3 separate regions of the Mus musculus genome follow, and all the other regions are linked to region 3. A link is a contact called in public Hi-C and HiChIP or PLAC-seq data. All regions are on one chromosome and are shown on one strand. Each heading gives the region's core, a stretch centred on a gene start, on an enhancer-like site or on the middle of the called end of the contact. The rest is flanking DNA. Distances are from core to core; before and after follow the strand shown. Region 1 overlaps Ccdc57 (coiled-coil domain containing 57). Region 2 overlaps Ccdc57 (coiled-coil domain containing 57). Region 3 holds the start of Rac3 (Rac family small GTPase 3).

What was found. Hi-C and Micro-C count contacts between places; a contact is called where the count stands out from the background. HiChIP or PLAC-seq counts read pairs in DNA pulled down with a chosen protein or histone mark.
Region 1: a contact with region 3 is called in a Hi-C map of cerebellum, with 2.0 times the contacts expected there. The contact joins the enhancer-like site here to the promoter of Rac3 in region 3. A contact is called at or near these places in 13 of 39 promoter capture datasets (the 3T3-L1 cell line, 3T3-L1-derived adipocytes, the C10 cell line and 9 more), 9 of 484 Hi-C or Micro-C datasets (the C10 cell line, the C2C12 cell line, the G1E-ER4 cell line and 6 more), 2 of 115 datasets of contacts at active chromatin or transcription factors (embryonic stem cells and pancreatic cancer cells) and 4 of 9 other capture datasets (adipose tissue, embryonic stem cells, liver and 1 more).
Region 2: a contact with region 3 is called in an H3K27ac HiChIP or PLAC-seq map of embryonic stem cells, with 8 read pairs. The contact joins the enhancer-like site here to the promoter of Rac3 in region 3. A contact is called at or near these places in 3 of 39 promoter capture datasets (hippocampal neurons, liver and macrophages), 1 of 484 Hi-C or Micro-C datasets (embryonic stem cells), 4 of 115 datasets of contacts at active chromatin or transcription factors (embryonic stem cells, large pre-B cells and pancreatic cancer cells) and 3 of 9 other capture datasets (adipose tissue, liver and pancreatic islet).

The regions. Positions count from the first base shown.
Region 1 is chr11:120,886,599-120,890,845 of GRCm38.p6, forward strand. All of the region lies in intron 10 of Ccdc57 (coiled-coil domain containing 57), which reads right to left. Among named protein-coding and RNA genes, the nearest start is that of A430102A20Rik, 44 kb to the right of the region's middle. Within about 2 kb of position 2,368, at least 38 of the 459 cell types and tissues checked have an H3K27ac peak or open chromatin away from gene starts, as enhancers often do. A contact at or near this core is called in cerebellum and cerebral cortex, where this site is marked.
Region 2 is chr11:120,848,581-120,852,613 of GRCm38.p6, forward strand. All of the region lies in intron 18 of Ccdc57 (coiled-coil domain containing 57), which reads right to left. Among named protein-coding and RNA genes, the nearest start is that of Fasn, 26 kb to the left of the region's middle. Within about 2 kb of position 2,276, at least 126 of the 459 cell types and tissues checked have an H3K27ac peak or open chromatin away from gene starts, as enhancers often do. A contact at or near this core is called in adipose tissue, embryonic stem cells, liver and 1 more, where this site is marked.
Region 3 is chr11:120,719,986-120,724,091 of GRCm38.p6, forward strand. It overlaps Rac3 (Rac family small GTPase 3), which reads left to right and starts at 1,483. Exons shown (of 6, transcript NM_133223.4): 1 at 1,483-1,656; 2 at 2,246-2,317; 3 at 2,524-2,641; 4 at 2,821-2,883; 5 at 3,196-3,355; 6 at 3,494-3,984. The coding sequence starts at 1,622. The coding sequence ends at 3,624. Lrrc45 (leucine rich repeat containing 45) reads left to right here. Exons shown (of 18, transcript NM_153545.2): 16 at 1-122; 17 at 201-348; 18 at 633-1,143. The coding sequence ends at 829.

The DNA of each region.
Region 1 (4,247 bases), core at 1,118-3,617, 170 kb after region 3:
TTTGTCATCAAGCACTAGGTGGAGGAGGTAGAAGCTTGTTTGTTTCCCCAGGGGAAAGTCCCTACAACACAATGAGCCTCCTGTATGCCTCGAGGGCCATGTCGATTTGTGAGGCACTACATGAATGACAGGGTCACTCGGTAGTTGGCTTCTCAGACACAGACAAGGGTCACCGGGTCAGGAAGGAGGAAGAGTGTCAGGGGAGCTCTGGGGGGGGGGGTGACAGTTCAGTCACATGCCTATATTTACTGCACCAAAGGCTTTATGAAATCTTTTAATTTTTAAAAAAGATTGACTGACTGACTGATTTGTTTATTTTTATTATTATTATTTTGAGACAGGGTTTCTCTGTATAGCCCTGGCTGTCCTGGAACTCACTTTGTAGACCAGGCTGGCCTCAAACTCAGAAATCCACCTGCCTCTGCCTCCCAAGTGCTGGGATTAAAGGTGTGTGCTACCACTGCCCGGCCAAGATTTATTTATTTTAATTTTTTGTGCATTGGTTTTTTGCCTAGATATATGTCTATGTGAGGTTGTTGGATCCTCTGGAACTGAAGTTACAGACAGCTATGAGCTGCCATGTAGGTTCTGGTAATTGAACCTAGATCCTCTGGAAGAACAGTCAATGCTCTTAACCACTGGGCCAACTCTCCAGCCCTGACTTTATGACTTCTATGAAGTTTTAGAACAGTAAGACAATTCACTGGGTAGAACACAGCTGAAAACAGGAACTACAGTTGCAACAGAAAGCATCCAAACAGGTCAGGTGAGCAGAGCCCCTAGGCCTGGGACAGCATGAGGTGCAGGGAAAACTGACACTCAGAGCAAAAAGGAAAGAAAAAGCAGCTCTGCATGCCCAGAGATGTTCCAGTACCCATCAGTGCAAACTGAGGCTCAGTTACCAGCCTCTCTGGTCATAAGCCAAGGAAGACCCAGCACAGGAGATCCGAGCCAATCTTCTGAGGAAGAGACACACATGTGTCCAACACCACATTTAAAAAAAGATTATTTTTATGTTATATGTATGAGTGTTTTGACTGCAAATATGTATATGCACCACATGTATGCACTATCCACAGAGGCCAGAAGATGGCGCTGAATACCAGGAATTGCATGACAGATGGATGTGAGCAGCCGTGCGGCGCTGGGGACTGAACCCAGGTCCTCTGCAAGAGTGGCAGGAGCAAGAAGTGCTCTGAATTGCTGAGCAACCTCTCCAGCTTCCTAGCCACACCATTTTAACCATGCTTGTGAACAATCTAACAACCTGGCAAGAAAATGACTCAGCACATTAAAGCATGTTACATGACATGCATTCAGATTTTGTTTCTAAGGGATCTCTATGGGGTAGAAATATTTATGGTAGAATTAAAGGAAAAGACAAACTTCCTAGTAAAATGCTCAGCAGAGGCTCAGCCCTCAGACACTGCCCTGCCCCCTGCACTTCTGTCCCCTCATCCCATGACATGTTCAGCCCATTCAGCCCGTTCCATTCACGTCTGTCTGCCTACTTCCCAGGCATGTGGGTTTCAGGAAGTACCGTTAGGGAGCACCCCTTCCCTCCACTGACAAGTGCAGCCCTTCCGAGGCTGAGCTACGTTGGGTCTGTTCTAGGCCTGCATTATCTCAAAGATCCTCTCACTACAGCGCTAACATCCCATCCATCCATCCCACCCTTCTAAAATTACATTCTCTATGTGTGTGTGTGTGTGTGTGTGTGTGTGTGTGTGTGTGTGTGTGTGTATACATGCCACAGCCTGCACATGGAAGTCAGAAGACAGCTTTGGAGAGTTGGTCCTCTCCTTCCACAATGGGTCCTGGGGATCAAGCTCGGGTCTTCAGGTTTAGCAGTAAGCATCCTCACCCACTGAGGCACCTCACTAGCCCAACTAGAGCTTCTTAAGTTGCTGTAAATTGTTTTTTCACTCCTAGAACGAAGTTCTCATGTCTCTTACCCTGAGCCCCAGCTTGCCAGTGCTCGTTTTTAGCCAGACTGGCTGAATGTGCAGCCTGTGGCTGTAACCTTCTAGCCCAGCCTGAGCTCACCCCAGCTCTTACCCCGGACGGGAAGGGCCATCTCGGTTCTCTGCACCACCCAGCCTCCCCGCTATTATGATGACTGGCTGATTCCCCCTCTCTGGCAATGAACAGCACAGTAGCCAGGCCAGGAAACCTGGCGAGAACCTCTGTGAAGCACGGAAAAGCCTGGTCACCCCATGCTGCCTCACATCTGTGACACCAAGCTGGCTAAGAGCCTCTTCTGGCCTCAAGCCGGCTACATCTTCTCCCTCTTAGGATCCCCGAGGTGACAACTGAAACATAAGAGCTACCCTTCTGATCTGCCCTAGATTATGAGTAATGTTCCCACATCACATGTGCCAGATGGGAGCCTGTAAAACGGATGTCACACACAGCCAATCACTGTGTGCTGAGGAAGCCTGTGGTAAATTTGGTGTCAGTCTTTGGTGCAGCACAAGCTCCTGGCTATCCAGAGATAGTCCCTAGGTGCTCCTAGTGGGGCCTGAAGGAGGCTCCCAGGCAATAACATGAAGGCAGCATTTCCTTTGCTGACTTCCACGGCTCCCCAGTAGGGCAGGCTAGGCAACCCTCACCATTCAGTTCAAAGTTTTCTATAATGCTGACAGCGAGGAGCTGGTGAGGGCTTCTCCCTCCTGAGCCCTGGCCCATCACTCTATTCCAAAGCTGTACCTAGGCTTTCGTCTGCAGGCAGATTCTGGGAACTGTACTGGCTGCTTTGGTTGTTGGGACACAGCCAGATATTGTGTCCAAGATCAAGGGTACACTTGAGGAGGTGGGTGGGGTATGGGCTGTTCCTGACTATAGAGCACACTTCTGAAGTTTATTGTTTACTTAACAAAAACCGGGCAACTGATAGGCCTTGCTGACCTGCTTAGCTGGTACTTGGAGACAAATGTATTCTTTTGATTGCCAGCCTAGGGAAAAGTACAAGAAAGCTTCCAGTAAGGGGCCATTGATGAGAATAAGTGCTTTTTCTTCTCTCATCTGTCTACAGTTTTTCCTGTGCTCAGTTTGAGAAGCGCTTCATATATGACTTCACAAAAGCCTACGGGATGGGGTGAGAGGTCCGTGCGTCCCAAAGGCCATCTACCCCTCATCAGCCTCTGATTCTTGTGGCAGAAATGTGAGCAGAGCTGCTCGGGTGTCCTCAGTGCTCCAGCCTTGGGGCAGCTCACCTCATGGGCCCCAGGAGGGTCAGGAGGATCTTCAACCAACTGTTCTGCCATGGGCCAAGTTTGGGAACTGCAGTGTGTGAGAACTCAGAGGGGAGATGTGTTTTGTTGGCAATCTGCTGCTCAGACTTGGTATCCCACAGCATGGCTAAAGGCAAGCAGCCACTGCTAGCTGCCAGCACCAGGGCCATCCTGGGCAGTCACTTCCAGTATGAACACTATCGCCTTGTGCCTTCTGCCTACTCATTGTGATCTGGGAACTTGGCCTTTAATGGAAGGACAGCTTTGTAGGAGAAAGACAAGTCTGAGGCAGGCATCCCTCAGGAAGGGCCCGAAAGAACATCAGTATCGTTACTCCAGAGAACTGGAGAGTGACCTTTTCATAAAGGGGCAGGTGTTTGATACTGGAAAAAAAAAAGACCATGTGATGGAAAGTTTTATGTCAGCATGATACAAACTAAAGTCACCCGAGAGGAGGGAACCTCAGTTGAGAAAATGCCTCCATGGGATCAGGCTGTAGACAGACCTGTAGGTCATTCTCTTCATTATCGATCAATGGGAGAAGGCACAGCCCATTGTGGGTGGTCCTGGGTTCTATAAGAAAGTAGAATGAGCAAGCCAGTAAGCAGCACCCCTTCATGGTCTCTGCATCATTTCCAGGTTCCTGCTCTGCCTGACTTCCTTCAGTGGTGACCAGTGGCATGGAAGAGTAAGCCAAATAAACCCTTTCCTCCCCAACTTGCTTTGGTCACAGCCACAGGAACCCTGAGTAGGACACACCATTAAAGAAGGTCCTAAGAAGGGGTCGCACTAGTGAAGCCTTATCTTCAAATGGACACCGATTAGGAGAGCCCAACGAGAGCCTGCTGAGAGCTAGCCCCAGCTAAGCTTTATCCGTTTTTTGTTGTTGTTGTTGTTTTGGTTTTTCAAGACAGGGTTTCTCTGTGTAGCCCTGGTTGTACTGGAACTCACTCTGTAGACCAGGCTGGCCTCCAACTCAGAAATCTGCCTGCCTTTGCTGGGATTAAAGGCGTG
Region 2 (4,033 bases), core at 1,026-3,525, 130 kb after region 3:
CACTACGCCCGGCTAATAATAAATCTTTTTAAAAGGAGGTTTAAACTTTTACTTATTTTCTTTTATGCATATAGGTATCTTTCCTTCGAGACAGTAAGTGTGCCAGTGTACATATGCCTGCTGAGTGAAAGGGTGCTGGGCCCTAGGACTGGAGTTCCATATAGTTGTGAGCAGTATGTGAGTGCTGGGCTCAAACCTGCACCCTTGGCAAGAGCAACATGTGCTAACATCGGCTGAGCCATCTCTCCGGCCCCCCACTTTTTTGTTGTTTTATGAGTGTGTGGCACATGCTGTCACAGCATGTATATGAAGGTCAGACGTTAACTTGTGGTGTTCTTTCCTCGATGTTTCCCAGGGACCAAATTTTACTTGTCAGATTTGGCAGCACACTCCTTTATCCACTAAGCCATCTTGCCAGCCCTTTATCTTATTTTATTTATTTATTTTGGTTTTTTGAAACAGGGTTTCTCTAGAACTTACTCTGTAGAGCAGGATGATCTGCTCTGGGACCCTCCTGCCTCTGCCTCCCGAGTGCTTGGATTACAGTACTCAAACTGGGAGAAATCTGTAACTTTAATTTCTTTTCTTTTCTTTCTTTTTTTTTTTTTTTCCGAGACAGGGTTTCTCTGTATAGCTCTGGCTGTCCTGGAACTCACTTTGTAGACTTGAACTCTCAGAAATCCACCTGCCTCTGCCTCCCAAGTGCTCGGATTAAAGGCGTGTGCCACCACGCCCGGCTTTAAAACACGATTTTTAATGATGGTTTTAAAATGTTTTAACCTCCCTTTAGCCCACCATCCACCAGAGGTAGTGGAAAAGAAAGGATACAGGGAAAGTGGACCTGTTTAGAAATGATTCTCTGGATTAAGTCCTGTCTGTGTTGTCTGGAAATTGGCAGTTCACTTTATAGGTTAGCAGAGGCAGCTCCATCCATTGAGAAACACCAGTTACAAACAGAAATATCAGGGTAGTAGCAGCAGTGTCACGGCCTAATAGGAACAGACAGGCATCAGCCTTAGCTCAAGTCAGCAGGAGGGACCTGGAGGAATACCAGGAGGAGTTCTCAGGGTTAGGCTGTGACTCTCTCAGGGAAGCGAAGACCAACGAAGACATGAGACCCACAGGCAGTACACAGCTAGTTCTATAAGCAAGCCAAGCTCAGCCTTGGTCATTGTCCGTTGAGTCCTATTTATACTGTCTAAACATGTGTCTTCTACAGGTCTTGTCTCAGCATGTGGGTCTGTCACAGCTGACATCACTCTGTCAATCACCCCAAGTCCACTCAAGGGACAAGAAACTGTGGCACACCACCAGAAGTTTTTTTGTTTTTGTTTTTTGCTGTATTTCTTTCTATTGAGTCCCGATAAATACAGCTCAACTACACAATATAAGACAGACCAATACATGTGTGTCCTTAATAAAAAAAATCTTTCACCACACGTCCTTTCATGTGCTTGCTTTAACAAAACACCTTTTTATCTATGCCTGCTTCAGCCAAACATTCCTTAGTCTTTCACCTGTGTCCACTTCAGCTAAACGTTCCTTCATGTGTGTCCCAACAAAACACCATCCAATTGACAAGTTTCTGCTTCAGAAATCTACCTGTGTCCCGAGTGCTGGGATTACAGCACCTTCATCTTTTGATACATGGTTACTCTATTGTGTCTGGCCTTGAACCATAGACAGCTCTACCCACCCTGCATCCCTAGTGCTGAGATTGAAGGCATGCACCATCATAGCGGGCTGTTTCCTAATGTTAAGGTCTCTCACAGAATCTGGAACATGCTGTCTCAGCTAAACTTGCCAGCATCCCCCAAATCCACCATGACAGGTGCATGTTGCCACACTCGGCCTATGTGGGTGCTGGGATCTGAACTCCAGTCCTTAGCCTTGAGCTGCAAGCACTTTTACCCACAAAGGTATGTCCTCCAGTCCTTACAAGAATTGTTTTGTAGCCAGGGAGTGGCAGTGCATGCCTTTGATCCCAGCACTAGGAAGGCAGAGGTAAGTGGATTTGAGTTCCAGGCCAGCCTGGTCTACAGAGTGAGTTCCAGGACAGATAGTCAGGGTTACACAGGGAAACCCTGTTTCAATCAACAAACAGTTTGGTTTTTGTTCTCAAAGTGAACATTTTGAAGAAAAAAAAAATCATTTTCTAGCTTCCCTAGAAACAGAAGCTCATTAGATCTACAGAGCCAGGGAGGAGCCAGAGTAGGTGTGTCCAGGCCTAGCCCATTAGCCACTTCCTGCCTGTCCTCCCACCCCTCCCCTGTACGAGTGTTCTCCTGGTGAGGCCTGAGGTAAAGGGCTGGCCATTCAAGCTGAGTCTAGGACAGGGAGGCTCTACTGTCAGGCCATCAGACAAGGGTGAGCTGTTCTTTTTCCTTTTTCCTCTGGATCTCCAGATTAGAGAAGCCTGGTAGTACACAGTGTGGTCACTGTTACAGTCAGAATCTCCACAGCGGGTGGGCTATGTAAGCAGGACTTAAGAAATGACCCAGGCTGGTCTGTAATTCATGATGCTCCTCTTTTCTCTGCCTACCACGAGCTGGAATTAGAGTCTTGTGCCATAAGGATGCACTAAAAACAGCCCACAACACTAAAAAACCAACCAAACAAAAAACCTAACTCAAACATTGCACTGTACTGTGTAGCCTTCAGTTTGGTGCAAGAAGTTGACAAAAGTTTGGAGCCTAGTACTGAGCAGGGAGGGGCTGGGCTAGTTCCAACCAGTAGCCACATTCCTTAGGAGTTTCCACGCCCATGACCCTTTGTCCCATGGACAACTTTAGCCCTCCTCCTAAACCCTTTTTTCACCCAGCTGGCCATGATCTGGCCTGGTTTCTACTTGAAAATGGGATCACTGTACCTGGGACTTCATCTTGTATACTTCAAACCAAGAGCTGACCTAGCACTGAAGGGTACCTTCCAGATACTGGCTGCTCAGGACAGTCCCACCTAGAACCCCATCCCTGATCCCTGTGGGCATGGACCTTCTGCCCTGCCTCTGGTCTCCCAGGACCTGTCCCTTTCCTAGTACTCCTTTATCCTCCCCAGTGAGCCTGTTACCCTAAGTCCTCAGTTTCAATTGTCCTCTGTGAAAAGGTCACAAGTTCACATTAAAGCCAACCAGGAACTGTCTACAGCTTCAAAACTGCAGGTTAATGGGCTAGGTGTGGTGGCACACACTTTTTAATCTCAGCACTCTGCAGGCAGAGGCAGGGGGATTTTAGTCAATTCCAGCCTAGACTACACAAAGCGTGGTTCCAGGAAGGTCGGTGCTATTCAGTCACACCCTGCCACACAAAAACAAACATCAACAAAGCAGCCAGGTGAACAACAGCAACAAAACTAGTGACTGAGAATTAAGGTGCTGAGGCAGGAGGATCAAAAGCTCAAAGTCATTTTAAGCTACATAGAGTTTGAAACGAGACAGAGCTACAGGAAACCCTGTTTCAAAAAGCAAAGCAAAGCAAAACAAAACAAAAACCCCATCCTCCTCCCAAAAAAACCAACCTGTAAATTAAGACCAACAATGAAGTATCATTGTCATTTATCAGACTGGGGAAAGGTCTGGGCACTGGAGCAGAGAGCTGCTTGCCGGCAGGCAGCTGCTGGCACAGGGCCGGATTTTTTTTAGAACAGTTTGGTAACACTTCAAACTACCTACACCTTTGACCCAGCTATTTCCCTTCTAGATAATTGTCCAACCATGGCTCCCACAAGGATAGGGACACACATTGCAGCACCACATCTAATATGGACGATGACACACATGAGACCCTGAGACAAGATGAGCATGGTCACGCTGTGGATGACCCCAAAGATCTACCAGCCCACACATACTCTGAAAAGATCTTCAGATACAATAAAAAAGCAAGCTGCTTAGGGCTATTGGAAGGAAAGGGGCAAAAGTGTGTTTAAAGGCACGGTGCACCTGCCCCTGGCAGCTGGGTAGGTGGAAGGCAACTAACCAGGCAGTGGGCGGACTGGAGTCAGCTGTGGGGAGGTTGGTGTTCCAGCTGCCGCCTGC
Region 3 (4,106 bases), core at 233-2,732:
GGGACGAGGCTCAGGGCACCTGCGTGCAGCAGAAGCAGATGGTAGCCGAGTCCCAGGCACGGGTCAGCCAGCTGAACCTGCAGATGGAGGGGCAGCAGCGGCGTCTGGAGGAGCTGCAACAGGTAGCCTGGCATCAAGGGGCACAGACACCAGGAGTTTGCATCCAGGCCATGATCTCACCCTCCCCAACCCCATCCCAGGAGCTGATCAACAAAGACCAAGAAAAAGTGGCCGAAGTGGCCAGGGTCAGAGTAGAGCTGCAGGAACAGATGGGCCGTATGCAGGCTGACCTGGTGGCCCAGGAGGCGCTGAGAGAGAAGGTGGCAGCCCTGGAGCGTCAAATGAAAGGTTAGCACATGTCACCTGGGCAGCTGAGTTTGGCGGGGGTAAAAGTGGGGGAATTTCCTTTCTAAAGACCCAGCCCCCCCCCCCCCCCTTTTTGAGACAGGGTTTCTCTGTGTAGCCCTGGCTGCCCTATAACTCACTCTGTAGACCAGGCTGGCCTTCGAACTCAGATCTGCCTGCCTCTGCCTTCCAAGAGCTATTATTATTAAAGGTGTGCCGCACCACCTCATGGCTGCAGGAAGGCAAGACACCTACTACCCCCTCCTTATTGAGTCTCTCTCTTGCAGTGATCGGGAGTGAACACCGGGAGGCGCTGTTGGACAGAGAGAGTGAGAACGCATCTCTCCGAGAGAAGCTGCGGCTCAAAGAGGCAGAAATCTCCCGTATCCGGGACGAAGAGGCCCAGAGGGCAAGCTTCCTGCAAAACGCTGTCTTGGCTTACGTGCAGGGGTCCCCTCTGAGAGCCTTGAGTCCCCCTAAATGAAGGGAAGCGGGAGAACCGAAGCGCCCAGCGAGGGTAGAAATGCTGCATCCCATTCTCAAGGGCAGGCCCGGGGTCCAAAAAGCATCAGCTGCAGTTGCAGGGCAGGGTTCTGTCAACATCGGTGCTCAGCGGCACACCTGCCGGTCCAAGGGACTTCATCCACAGTTCACCGTTAGCATAGGCGCGATGAAGCATACAGGATCGCGCTCAGACAACCCGGTCCCAGAACCACAAACAGGACAGGACAGCGGTGGGAGGAAGCAGACTCCCCAATGGCAGGGTGGAAATACAGAACTTTTGTACTTGGTGATAAATTCTCGTCCAGTTCCTTTCTGCACCAGTTGCCCCAACCGCGAAAATGACTACTGGGTCACTCTGATTGCTCTCAGGCAACTAGGAAGGCCACCTCTGTAGTGGGTCGTAGACACGAGGGTTTCTCGGCTGCAGGGTGGGCTGGTGTCCCTGTTAAGCATCAGTCTCGGCCGCCCCGGCGCATCCATTTCTGTGGCGTCGCCAACCTGAGCTACACCGTGGCACGTCCTTGTTCCTGGGTGCGGACCCTCAGCCTGAGCCTTCGGGGTCCAAGGACTGGCTGGGGCTCCGCCCCCGCCGCAGCTCGCCCCTTGCCCCGCCCCGCCTGCGCGCACTCGGCTGTCTTCGCACCCGACACTCGGCGGTGCTCGGCTGTCTCCGGCCGCTCGCTCGGCGTTCGGGTCCGCGGCCGCTGCGGCGCCGGGCATTTCTCCGCAGCTCGGCTCGCGGCCGCGCCCGCCGCCGCCCGGCCCCGCGCCCATGCAGGCCATCAAGTGCGTGGTGGTTGGCGATGGGTGAGTGCGCTGTCCCGAGCCGCAGGGGCGGAGGGGCTGGTAGGCGGCTACGGGGTGCGGCTCGGCGGGGCGGGGCAGACAGACGCGCGGGGTCCAGGCGAGGCAGCTCTGCCGCGCCCCCACCACAGCTCGGCCGCGTGCGTCCAGGGACTGATGGGGTGGGGTCAAGCTGAAGCTATCCACTTCTTCCAGCCCGGGCACACCTGATGCTGCCCGGCCTCTGCCCGGTGCTCTCAGTGGGTGGGGCGGGGGCCTCACCTGTGCTGATTCCTGGGTGGCTCCACCCTCGCGCCAGCCACCCAAGGTGCTGGAGCTCTGACGCCCCTGTGCGTTGCGGCGTGCCCTATCCAGGGTTGTGAGCCCTTGCAGCCGCGCCCACTACTGTGCTCCCTCGTAGGCTAGCCTGCTCTGGTCGTTTTCTATTAGTCCCAGGTGGCCGCAGATTTACCGAGCTACGACCTATCCACCCCACCCCAGTCACCCAAAGTAACCTCTAGCTCTGTAGGAGCGTGCTGTCCTTGCCGGGGGTGGGGGAAGAAGGGGCGGAGGCTCGGTCCTTGATCCACGTGGGCTGAACCTCTTTCTACAGTGCCGTGGGGAAGACGTGCCTGCTGATCAGCTACACGACCAACGCCTTCCCAGGAGAATATATCCCCACAGTGTGAGTGCATGGGGATCGGGAGGTAGCCGGGGCTGGCCACTAGAGGCCAGGCACACGTGCATGGGACCTCCCAAGGTTCCAGGGCTGGTTCAAGTGACCCTGGTTCTGGGTTTCCGTGGTGAGGTGGGGTGCTGGCCAGAGTTTGGGTTCTGTCTGGGCACCAGTAGCCTGGCATCCCTGCCCAGCCTAGCCTTTCTACTTCGCAGTTTCGACAACTACTCAGCCAACGTGATGGTGGATGGGAAGCCAGTTAACCTGGGGCTGTGGGACACTGCTGGCCAGGAAGACTACGATAGGCTTCGGCCACTCTCCTATCCTCAAACAGTAGGCGGCAAGAGGGCCGACTCTGGGAGTGGGGTGGTTCCCAAAATGGAGTGGGGAGCTAGCCTTGGAACTAGCCTCGAACTCTGGGTGTAGGGTGGTTCCTGAATGGAATGGGGAGCTAGCCTTGTCTACCTGCAAGGACATCCTTTGGTCACTTCTGTCTGTCCCTCCCTCTGAAGGATGTCTTTCTGATCTGCTTCTCCCTGGTGAGCCCAGCCTCCTTTGAGAATGTCCGTGCCAAGGTAGGTGGGTCTAGGCAGAAGGCACACCCCTCTGCCAGGGATCTTTTCTGCTGAGGGAGGCACTGAAAACATCAGGGTATCGGGGAGGACAGCTCACCTCTGGCCATGGGCCCTGACAGGAGCTGTGGGCAGTCTCAAGCCTCCCTGGGTGGGTATCTTTGTTTACTGCCAAACCCTACAGACTCCTAGTCACTCTGTAAAGCGGGAAGAGCCAAGTGTGTCAGAGAAAAATGTTCAGGAGCTGAGGCCTTCTTTGGGCAGATTGGAGGCCCCGCCCCCAGGCCTGTAGGGTCAGAACCTCCGTTCCCACAGTGGTACCCAGAGGTGCGGCACCACTGCCCACACACACCCATCCTTCTGGTGGGCACCAAGCTGGACCTCCGTGATGACAAGGATACGATTGAACGGCTGCGGGACAAGAAGCTGGCACCCATAACCTACCCCCAAGGCCTGGCCATGGCCCGAGAGATTGGTGAGAAAGCATGGACCTAAGGTTGGGACTATTCCTTTCTTATGCCCCTCCCCACCCCACCCTCCCCACCCCTGCCATCCACAGCTACCCCTCTGCTGTGCCCTTCCTCACAGTCTACCCTCCCCACAATGCTACTAGGTTCCGTCAAGTACCTGGAGTGCTCAGCTCTGACCCAGAGAGGTCTGAAGACAGTGTTCGACGAGGCCATCCGGGCTGTGCTCTGCCCACCTCCAGTGAAAAAGCCAGGCAAGAAGTGCACTGTATTCTAGAGCCTTGCCTGGCCAGCCTGGCTGCAGAGCGCTGGCTCAAGTAGGCGCTCGTGTTGAGCTGTGTGATGTCCCTGAGTCTGCTGTGGGGAGTGGTGTGGGTGGGCAGGGGAAGCATGAGGACAAGGCTGGGGTGATGGGGTCCTGTCCCCTATGCCTCCTTTTTCTGGGATATAGCTCCAGCCTTCCCTGGTCCCTATGGGAGGCCAGGAGGGAGCCGGGTCTCCCTCAGGGTTGCAGGGGTGGGTCCAGGGCAGCCCCAGGATGGGCTTCCCTGGAGGGAAGGGTGGGGGTGGTTTTGTTCATCATGTCCCAGGAAAGGGCGGCCCCTTCTTATTTTATACAATAAACATTCACCACCTCCTTTGTCTCGCTGTCTGCCCTACTTTCTGCCCTGGTGCTTGCCCCAGCCATTTCCCTAAAGGGGTGGGGGGCAAAAGAGTCTGAAATCCCTAAACAGTGCCCCGGACTATACATTTCCAAAG